Regions from separate parts of the Sus scrofa genome. Here all the other regions are linked to region 3. Evidence: chromatin contacts called from public Hi-C data. All regions are on one chromosome and are shown on one strand. The core of a region is the stretch at or near the end of the contact, and the rest is flanking DNA. Distances in the headings are between cores, read along the strand shown. Region 1 holds the start of LSM12 (protein LSM12 homolog). Region 2 holds the start of NAGS (N-acetylglutamate synthase). Region 3 holds the start of C12H17orf105.

Region 1 (2,999 bases), core at 166-2,665, 210 kb after region 3:
ACCCCTAGGCTGAGAACTTTCATATGCTGTTGGGTACAGCCCTAAAAAAAAGCAAAAACAAAAACAAAACTATTCTTGCTGTAATTAGTTTCAAAGGACATCTTCCTAAGCTAGAAATCTAGGACTAGTGGTTAAATAAATTAAAACACTTGCCACTCAAAAGCAACTGACTCAGAAAGAAACTTCCTTTTGAAAGGTGCCATTAAAAAATTACTCCAAGAAAAAAAAAAGCCAAATAAACCCACCTGTGGCTCAAATAAGAGGGGAAGGGGTGGCACATTTATTACAACCAGGAAGTATTTTGTTTCCAAGAATGACTTTCCTGGAGTAATTCAGAAATCATTTCCACCCCGAAGAGGCTACTTTTTCCATTCTAACACTGCCACTTTCCAAAGGGAAGGCTACTACTATGGAAAATCAGGATTCCATGCGCTGGGCTGAGCAAGAGAATATAACTTACTCTTTCACCTGTAACCCATACATCGATACATAAGCCCCCGAAAAACGTGGTCCTCTCTCTGCACCAGGTTTCCAACACAAACATCCCCAAAATAGCAATTTCCATATGACTGAGAAGCCCAAAATTCAGCACTCCCCGCCCCCACTGGCACCACAAGCACACACACAAGCACCAGGAAAACAAGCCCCATCCCCAGTTCAGATACAAACTCCTATCCTGCACTTACTCTCCCCCCAAAAAGGAGAGACCCATTTGGTCACTACCCCACCGCCCTTTCTTGGACGAAATCCCATCAGCAGACAAACCACCTAAACTCCATACCCTTGTCCCACTAGCAGTTCCTTACTCTGCACACCCCGTCCCCACAGGATTTTACCCTCCCCGCCTCCATCCGGGCTCCATTCCCCAGCCCCCTCCCACGACCACCCCTCTTCTAATCACTGTGTCCTCTCTCCTAGCGTTCGTCCCGAAAAGCCACCCGCGTGTCAAGCCCCCTCCACCCACCCACCCTCGTACGGGGCCCAGCTCCCACAACGCGTGGGGGACAGGGTCCCCACCGCGGACCGAGGGACCCGCGAGAGGGGGAGGGGAGCTCAGGGCCGCGCGCATGCGCTCCGAGCGCCGCGGTAGCCGGTCGCCCCTAGGCCCGGAGAGGCCCCAGCCACCGCTGTCGTCCCCCGCCCCCCCACCACCACCGCACATACACGCCGGCCCGGCCTTGGGCTCCGCGCAGGGAAGGATACTTAAAGCCAGCATTTTGGACTGGTAGTCGAAGGCTACCACCTCGCCCTGCAGCCGCTGCTCCTGGCACGTCCGGCACGACACCTGGCTCCCAACGCTGAAGTACTCGCCCGGAGGAGCCGCCATCTTGGGAGAGCAGCCGCGGCCGGCGGCAGCGGCGGCAGCAGCGGGCGAAAGCCGGGCCCCCAGTGAGCGCCGCGCCGCGACGCACGAGGCGTGCTGACGTCACACGCCAGGGCGTGGCCTGGGTTGGGTGGGGCGGGATCCTAGGTGGAAGAGGGTAGACGAGGAAATAAAGAGGAATCTAAATAATTATGTTTGTGCAGCTGCGCCCACTTGGTGAAGTGTTTGCAGGGTCCATTTTAGAAGTTAAAGATAAATGACCTATGTAGAATAAAAAAAGGAAGGAGGAGGGAACTGCAATCTTCATTACGTTCACGCCTAGACGCAAGAGTTTAATGAATGAACTCTGTATTTTACATATGAGGAATCGAAGTCCCAGAAAACTCATCAAAACTTGCTCAAAACGATTATACCTAGTTATAAAGTGGTAGTGGAAAGGACTTTGGCTGTCGAATTGGCTAAACTGGAATCAGTATTCCACTGAGTTATATGACCTTGAGCAAATTATTAAACCTGATCCTGTTTCTTTACTCCGTATGTATTGTCGCTATTGAGCACCCAACAACCCTTCGATGTAGAAGTCAATATTCTCATTTTATAGATGAAGAAACTAAGTCTTAGGCTAAACTTTTTCCAAGGTCGCACAACTAGCAAAGATTCCATCTACCTGTTTCCAAAGAGAGTGCTATTTACTGCTATGCTATATTAGACAATACCTCATAGAGACTTTGGGAGGAGTGGAAGATAAAAAAAATAACGAGTACAAATGCATGGCATGTAGTAGGTCCTTAGTAAATGGTAGTATCTCTGCCATCACCCCTCACCCTTGGAACTCAAAATTCTTCCCCATCTCCGGTCTTGTCCCCTCCTCCAGAAAACCAAGCAAAGAGTGAGGAGCAGTGGTAGGGACAACTGTAGCCATGGAGCAGGAGTTTGGGGCTCCCTATTAATGACTATCTAAGATCAAAAACAATTTTCCTAACGTGTAAGTACCATGCAGATGCATTTTCAAGCCCTACTATTGCAAATTACCATCCCTAACCCATCTACCCCTCCACTATAGAAATTCTGGAGCCTCACGTCTAAATAACAACAGGCAGAGGGAGGGACACAAAGGGCCAGACCTGACACTTCTTAACCTGAACAAAGTTCAAAAATTTTTCCTTGCCTTGCAAGAGCCATCAACTTCCTAATGTTGGGTCAATATTAGTATAATCATTTTAATAGAAATAAACATTCAAATCCCTCATCCTTGCGTTTTTCAGAGAATCTTCATGTCTCCCCCATAAGTCATAAATAACTGCCACTCCACTTTTTATGCAATGTTGTCATTGTTGATTTTCATAAATGGTTGCCAGGCACTGTTAGAAAAAGATTCCTGGAAGAAGTAAAAAATCTGAGACCTGAAGGATAAGCGGCGAAAGAGCGTGGCCATGTTCCAGGCAGAGGGAACTGCAGATGCCAGGACCCCTGAGAGAAGAGAGCTTGGTGATATCAGGCAGCTCAGAAATATCAGGAAACAGTGTGAGACTGGGCTGGTAAAATTTGTGTGGCTAGAGCCCAAGCAAACTTTCAAAGACTTAGGAAATTGAATTTTTTTTTCCTTTGGGGCAATTGAAAAACATTTAGCAAAGGAGTGAAATGAGATTTTTTTTATCTAGCTTCCCTTCCCCAC
Region 2 (2,776 bases), core at 40-2,539, 160 kb after region 3:
GCCTCGTGACTCTTACTAGTGGGTTAAGTCCCCACTAGGGGCGGGGGATCCTGTTAGGCGCCGCCCTCTGACCCGCCGCCTGACCCTCTTCAAAGGCATCCAGAAGCGACTCGGCGCCCCCGTCCGCGCCCCGCCCCGGCCGGCCCGGCCCCGCCCCGCTGAAGGTTAAGAGGCCCGCAGAGCCGGGAGCTCCCGACAGACGGTCACTCTTTGGGGGGGCGAGCGGGTTTGGTTGTCATGGCGACGGCACGGCTGGCCTGGGCCCTGCGGGCGGCCCCTGTGAGCCGAAGGCTGCGCGGCCCTCGAGGCACTGGGGCGCCCGGGGGCTGAGTGGCAGCGCGCGGCGGCGGGCGGCCAGGGGCACCAGCCCCGGGCGCCGGCTCAGCACGGCCTGGGCGCCTGCCCGAGAGGATGCCGATGAGGGCGCTGGGGATGGCGCCCCCTCGCCTGCAGTGGAGAAGCCGTCGTGGAATCCACCCCCCACGTCCCCCGTGCCCCCCGACCCTCCGGGGCCCCCGGCGGGCCGCTCGCTAGTGCAGCGGGACATCCAGGTCTTCCTGAACCAGTGTGGGGCCAGCCCAGGAGAGGCGCGCCACTGGCTCTCGGAGTTCCAGACCTGCCACCACTCCACAGACAGGCCCTTCGCCGTCATCGAGGTGAGTGGAGCCCGGCGTCCGCCAAGTCACAGAGAGGGAGTGGGAGATGGGTGGCGACCTGTCTGTCACTAGACGTGGCAGGACAGTTTGCAGACTCTAGGCAGCAGAACCAGGAAGCGACTGGACAGAACCCTGACTAGCGCGAGCGACTGGACGAGACTGGGTGCTCCTCCCCAAGTCTCACGAGGAGCCTGAGTGAGGAGCCTGGGCTTGTCAAGTAGATGCACGGGAGAAGTGCTGTCACCCTGAGCGCAGTTAGGGGTTCAGTCGGCAATTGGGGAGCCTGGACAGAAGCTGCCTGTGTCACCCCTCCCCCTCAGGTGTTCGTTCTAGGGTCCAAGGTCGCAGGGAGGAGCGGAGGGAGGAACACGAGTGTGAGATAAGAGAACGGCAAGACCCAAGGGGGCAAAGGGCAGAGCAGGTGGGCGCAGGTGGCCAGAAATGGGGCCTGACAACTCCTGGGTAGGGTTGGGGACTGAGAGGGCCAGGATGTAGGACAGGCAGGAGCAACAGGAGTCATGGCCAGGGTCTCAGCCATTTGAACACCTGCTCCTCCACAGGTGGAAGACGAGGTGCTCAAGTGCCAGCAGGCCATGTCCAGCCTGGCTTTTGCCCTGGCCTTCCTGCAACGCATGGACATGAAGCCTCTGGTGGTTCTGGGGCTGCCGGCTCCCACTGCGCCCTCAGGCTGTCTTTCCTTCTGGGAGGCCAAGGCACAGCTTGCCCAGAGATGCAAGGTGCTGGTGAACACGCTGCGGCACAATGCCGCCACCGCTGTGCCTTTTTTTGGTGGTGGGTCGGTACTGGGCGCTGCTGAGCCAGCCCCTCATGCCAGGTTAGTGCCAGCCCTGCCTGCCCCTGCACCCCAGATCTCGCGAAGCTGCCAGCCCCGCCCCAGCCCCGCCCCAGCCCCGGGGTTCCTGGAGGCAAGTTCCTTGAGCACCAGCGTCTGGCCCGCAGCTACAGCGGCATCGTCTCGGTGGAGACGGACCTGCTACAGTGGTGCCTGGAGTCGGGTAGCATTCCCATCCTGTGCCCCATCGGGGAGACGGCTGCGCGCCGCTCCGTGCTCCTCGACTCGCTGGAGGTGACCGCGGCCCTGGCCAAGGCGCTGCAGCCCACCAAAATTATCTTCCTCAATACTACAGGCGGCATATGCGACAGCAGTCACAAGGTGTGTCTCCTCCTTTTGGGCCCTATACTGTCCGCGACTCCAGGCCTGGGTGAACCCCTCTCTTGCATCCCCTGCATGCCTCCCTGACGGGCCCCAGAGTCACTTTTCTCTCAAGCCGCATGGGTCGGGAATGGAGTGTCAGGGAGGCGCTCAATCCGTGGGGGCTCAGGTCTGAGCCCTCCCTGGCTGAGGACTCCGAGATGAAGAAGGTCAGTGAGGACAGGTCCGTGGGGCGGGGGCGCAGTCCTTGGCCGGGGGCAGGCTGGGAGCTAACCCTCTCGTCTGGGGACACAGGTCCTGAGTAACGTGAACTTGCCCGCCGACCTGGACCTGGTGACCAATGCGGAGTGGGTGAGCACCAAAGAACGGCAGCAGATGCGGCTCATCGTGGACGTGCTCAGTCGCCTGCCCCACCACTCCTCGGCGGTCATCACCGCCGCCAGCACGCTGCTCACGGAGCTCTTCAGCAACAAGGGTGAGGGCGGGAACAGGGGGCGCGCGAGGTGGCGGGGGAGCAGAAGAGGCGGTGGAAGGGGCCGCCGCCACAGCAAAGGTTTCCTCCTCTTGCCGAACCTGGGGGAAGTGACCAAGGAGGTGGACGGGCCCGGCCTGGACTTGGGTGAACCTAGACAAATGGACGGGTCTTGGGTAGGTGGGAGGAACCACGGACCCGGCGGAACCAAGTGGGATGGACAGGACTAGGAGCGATGGGCGGGGTTTGGGTGGGTGGGCGGGACCAGGGGCGGAGAGAGCAAGGTTTCGGGAGGTAGGCGGGACTAGGGGAAGTAGGTGGGACTACAGGCGAGGCGCGGAACTTGAAGGACAAACTTTGCCTGGGAAAAGCATCTCCCTGAGTGAAAATCGCGTACAAACCATGCAGACCACCTAAAACGTCTCGTTGTGGAGAGCTCCCAAAGGGGATAATTGTCCCACCAGCCCTTGTCCT
Region 3 (2,903 bases), core at 63-2,562:
TCAATATGGTAAATGATTAAATGGATAACACCGGCCTCGTGAAGCTGGAAACTGCCTTCCAGACCCCCTAGCTCCACGATGACCCCCATTTGTACGGCAGTCCTTGGAACTGGATTCTCAGAGTCTCAGGAAAATCCAACCCGTGCCCTCCCACGGCTGTACAGGCATGGTAATCTATTTTTGCCTTTTGGCTGGTATTTCAGCACCTCTCAGAACGGGCAACACTGGTTCCCTCCTGCCGCTCAGAAATTCTTACTGGTAGTTTGACTATGAGAAAATGAAAAAATCAATTTGGTAAGAACTCCTAAGGGATAAATAATAAATGCACTTCCTGATGGGGAGAAGGTCCGCAGCCTTTTCTAAGTGATGGTTCAGGTCCTTAGGGGGTTTATCATTGGATTGTTCTAGAACTTCAGGTACATCACACCCTATTTGGAAAGCTGGGGGAGAAGCGAGAAAACCAAGGCCCGGGTCCCTGGATCCCGAGTTTGGGATCTTTCAATTCCCGGCCCTGGGCCTGCCCGGCCAGGAAAGTTCCACGCCCGAAGTGTGACGTCAGCCCGTTGCCAAGGGAGCAAAGGCAGACATTCCGCGGTGACCTCACTGCAGAACCAGGCAGCTGTCACATGACACGCGGGGCCGGAGACCGGCCGGGTGACAGAGGGCCACCTGTTAAATGAAACTGGTAGCCCCGACCCCGCCCAGGGCCGTGCCCCTGGAGAGTGGGCTTCGGACTGGACATCGGGCTGGCCGAGCACCCCCGACCCCGGGCATCACGCGAAGGGAAGGACCGCGCTGGGCCGGGGCGGGGTCCGGCCCCTCGGCCCCAAGCGAGGCGGTGGGCGGCGACTTCAGCCCCCGCCCAGCCCCCGCCGCGGCTTCCGGAGGAGGGACCCCGCCCCGGCTCCCCCCACCCACGCCCGCCGACGCCCCCACCCCAGCCCTCTGGTGGGCGGGGCGCCCCGGGGAGGGGCTGGCGGGGCTGCGACCCGGGAGCGGCGACTCACGCGTTGCCCACGTAGATCCTGGGGGTGACCTCGTTGCAGGGCTGGCTTGGGAGGCTGTAACAGCCGCTGCCGTCCGAGAGCAGGTCGTTGAGATCCTGCACCGAGAGCTCCACCGGGCCCGACATGGCGGCGGCCGGGCCCTGCACGCCGGGGCAACCGCGAGCGAGGGGAGAGCGGCCGGGTCAGCTGGGCGGGGGCTCCGGAGCCGGGACCCGCCCCGTCCCGCCCCGGAGGCGGGCCCGCCGGGCGCGGAAAGCGGCGGAGCGCGGGCGGCCAGGCGCGTTCCGCTTCTGGGAGGTACGCGCGCCGCCAGGCGCCGGGCGGACGCGGGGGAAGACTCCGAGGCCTGCGTCCGCGGGCGGAGATGCTGCGGCTCTGGAGCTCCGGCCGGGGTTCGGGGAGGGGCGATGGTCTTCGTCCCACCTCCACCCCCCGCTAAGGCGCGGCAGTCCGGTACCGCCACTGGACGAAATGCGGGGCGCAATAAAAGTTCCTCTGGACCGCGGCACACCAAGTGTCCCTCGGTTTTTCAGGAATTCAGGGACACACGGGTTCCGTTTGGGAGCTCGGACTGCCGGCTGCAGACCAGCAGCTCTGGTATTACCCGGGAGCTGGCCAGGAAAGCAGAATCTGCACCCCAGCTCAGACCTGCTGAAGGAGAATAAGCATTTTACAAGCCTCCCTGGAAATCTCTGCGAAGGTTAACGTTTGAGAAGCCCAACTCTGGGGCACATTTCTTCCAACCTTCAATGAGAGTCGGCATCGTACTTAAAGCTTGGGCTCTGCAAGCAAGCATAGGTAGCCCTGGGGAATGATGTAACTTTTTTTTTTTGCTGAAAAAATGGGGTTTAGCCCCTAACTCCTAGGGTTGTTTGAAAGATTAAATGTAGCATTCCAGGAAACCCCCGGGCTCCACATAGTGAGCACTGGGGAGGTGTTCTCCCTGTTTTTATCAGCAATTGCATAGGACACTTACTAGGTGCTACGCCCAGTGCCGGTGTGGAGATGCATCCCGCTCCTTTGCAGCCCTTCCTGGAGCAGCTGCCAGCCCACTATGAGCCACACGATGTCAGCAACTCATCATTTACGAGATCCCACTACCAGCAAAAGCGACAGGTCTCTGACCTCCCCCAATGGCAGCTCACCCGAAGCCCAACGTCTCCAAAAAACATCCGTGGTCCTGAGAATTCAGGAAACCCACATCCTGAACTTGTTCTTCCACTAACTTGTTCTAGAGCAGCTTGGCTGTTGCTCTGGACTTTCGCCTCATCTGCAAAAGTGAAGACATGGAATCAAATCATCAAGTTCATCTTTCACCTCTGCAAACAGCTGTGGGCTCATACCTTCAGGGAAACCATTGCCGGGGAGATTACTTGGCTTAGAGTCCAAGCGTAACCAGGGCTAGATTTCTCCATCCCCCCACCCCCACCCCAGTGCCTTTCTGGCCTTCCCAGACACCATACCTCTTCCTGCTGCTATTGGTGGCACTGCATACCAGGCAAGTGGGAAACTTTCTAATGTCAGCCCTCATCTTGACTTGAACCTACATTAGCTTTCAAAAGAGAAGTCCAGGGACAGCCTGGCATGCTCCACTGCTCCTCCTTCTTCCCTGGAACCTGTCCCTGATGTCATAACTGAGTAACTATGACAACCGGTCATGGGGACAGCTAAGTACCTCACAGAGGAGCGTGGGTGCCTTATTTCTGAAGTGAGACTAGGAAGAGAAGATGAACAGTTCCCTGGATTATCTGGCCTACCCTGTAATCGTCTCTAATCATAGACAGACCACATCATTCAGGAAGAAACTGGACTTTGGCCACTATGTATTCCATAAGAATAGAATACAAATAGGTACGTGGGGCAATTTGAACTGGACACTGCAATTAGGGTTCTGGA

Evidence for each region. A called contact is a pair of places that touch in the nucleus more often than the background predicts.
Region 1: a Hi-C map of liver shows a contact between it and region 3, with 4 times the contacts expected there. The contact joins the promoter of LSM12 here to the promoter of C12H17orf105 in region 3. A contact is called at or near these places in 2 of 47 Hi-C or Micro-C datasets (heart right ventricle and liver) and 1 of 2 datasets of contacts at active chromatin or transcription factors (alveolar macrophages).
Region 2: a contact with region 3 is called in a Hi-C map of liver, with 5 times the contacts expected there. The contact joins the promoter of NAGS here to the promoter of C12H17orf105 in region 3. A contact is called at or near these places in 5 of 47 Hi-C or Micro-C datasets (embryonic fibroblasts, epiblast stem cells, heart right ventricle and 2 more) and 1 of 2 datasets of contacts at active chromatin or transcription factors (alveolar macrophages).

Annotation. Positions count from the first base shown.
Region 1 is chr12:19,127,046-19,130,044 of Sscrofa11.1, reverse strand. It overlaps LSM12 (protein LSM12 homolog), which reads right to left and starts at 1,415. Exons shown (of 5, transcript XM_021066900.1): 1 at 1,204-1,415. The coding sequence starts at 1,327.
Region 2 is chr12:19,172,481-19,175,256 of Sscrofa11.1, reverse strand. NAGS (N-acetylglutamate synthase) reads left to right here and starts at 1,289. Exons shown (of 6, transcript NM_001097520.1): 1 at 1,289-1,491; 2 at 1,617-1,830; 3 at 2,125-2,305. The coding sequence starts at 1,289.
Region 3 is chr12:19,334,630-19,337,532 of Sscrofa11.1, reverse strand. C12H17orf105 reads left to right here and starts at 1,312. Exons shown (of 6, transcript XM_003131374.6): 1 at 1,312-2,858. The coding sequence starts at 2,735. DUSP3 (dual specificity protein phosphatase 3) reads right to left here and starts at 1,225. Exons shown (of 3, transcript XM_003131360.6): 1 at 1,008-1,225. The coding sequence starts at 1,132.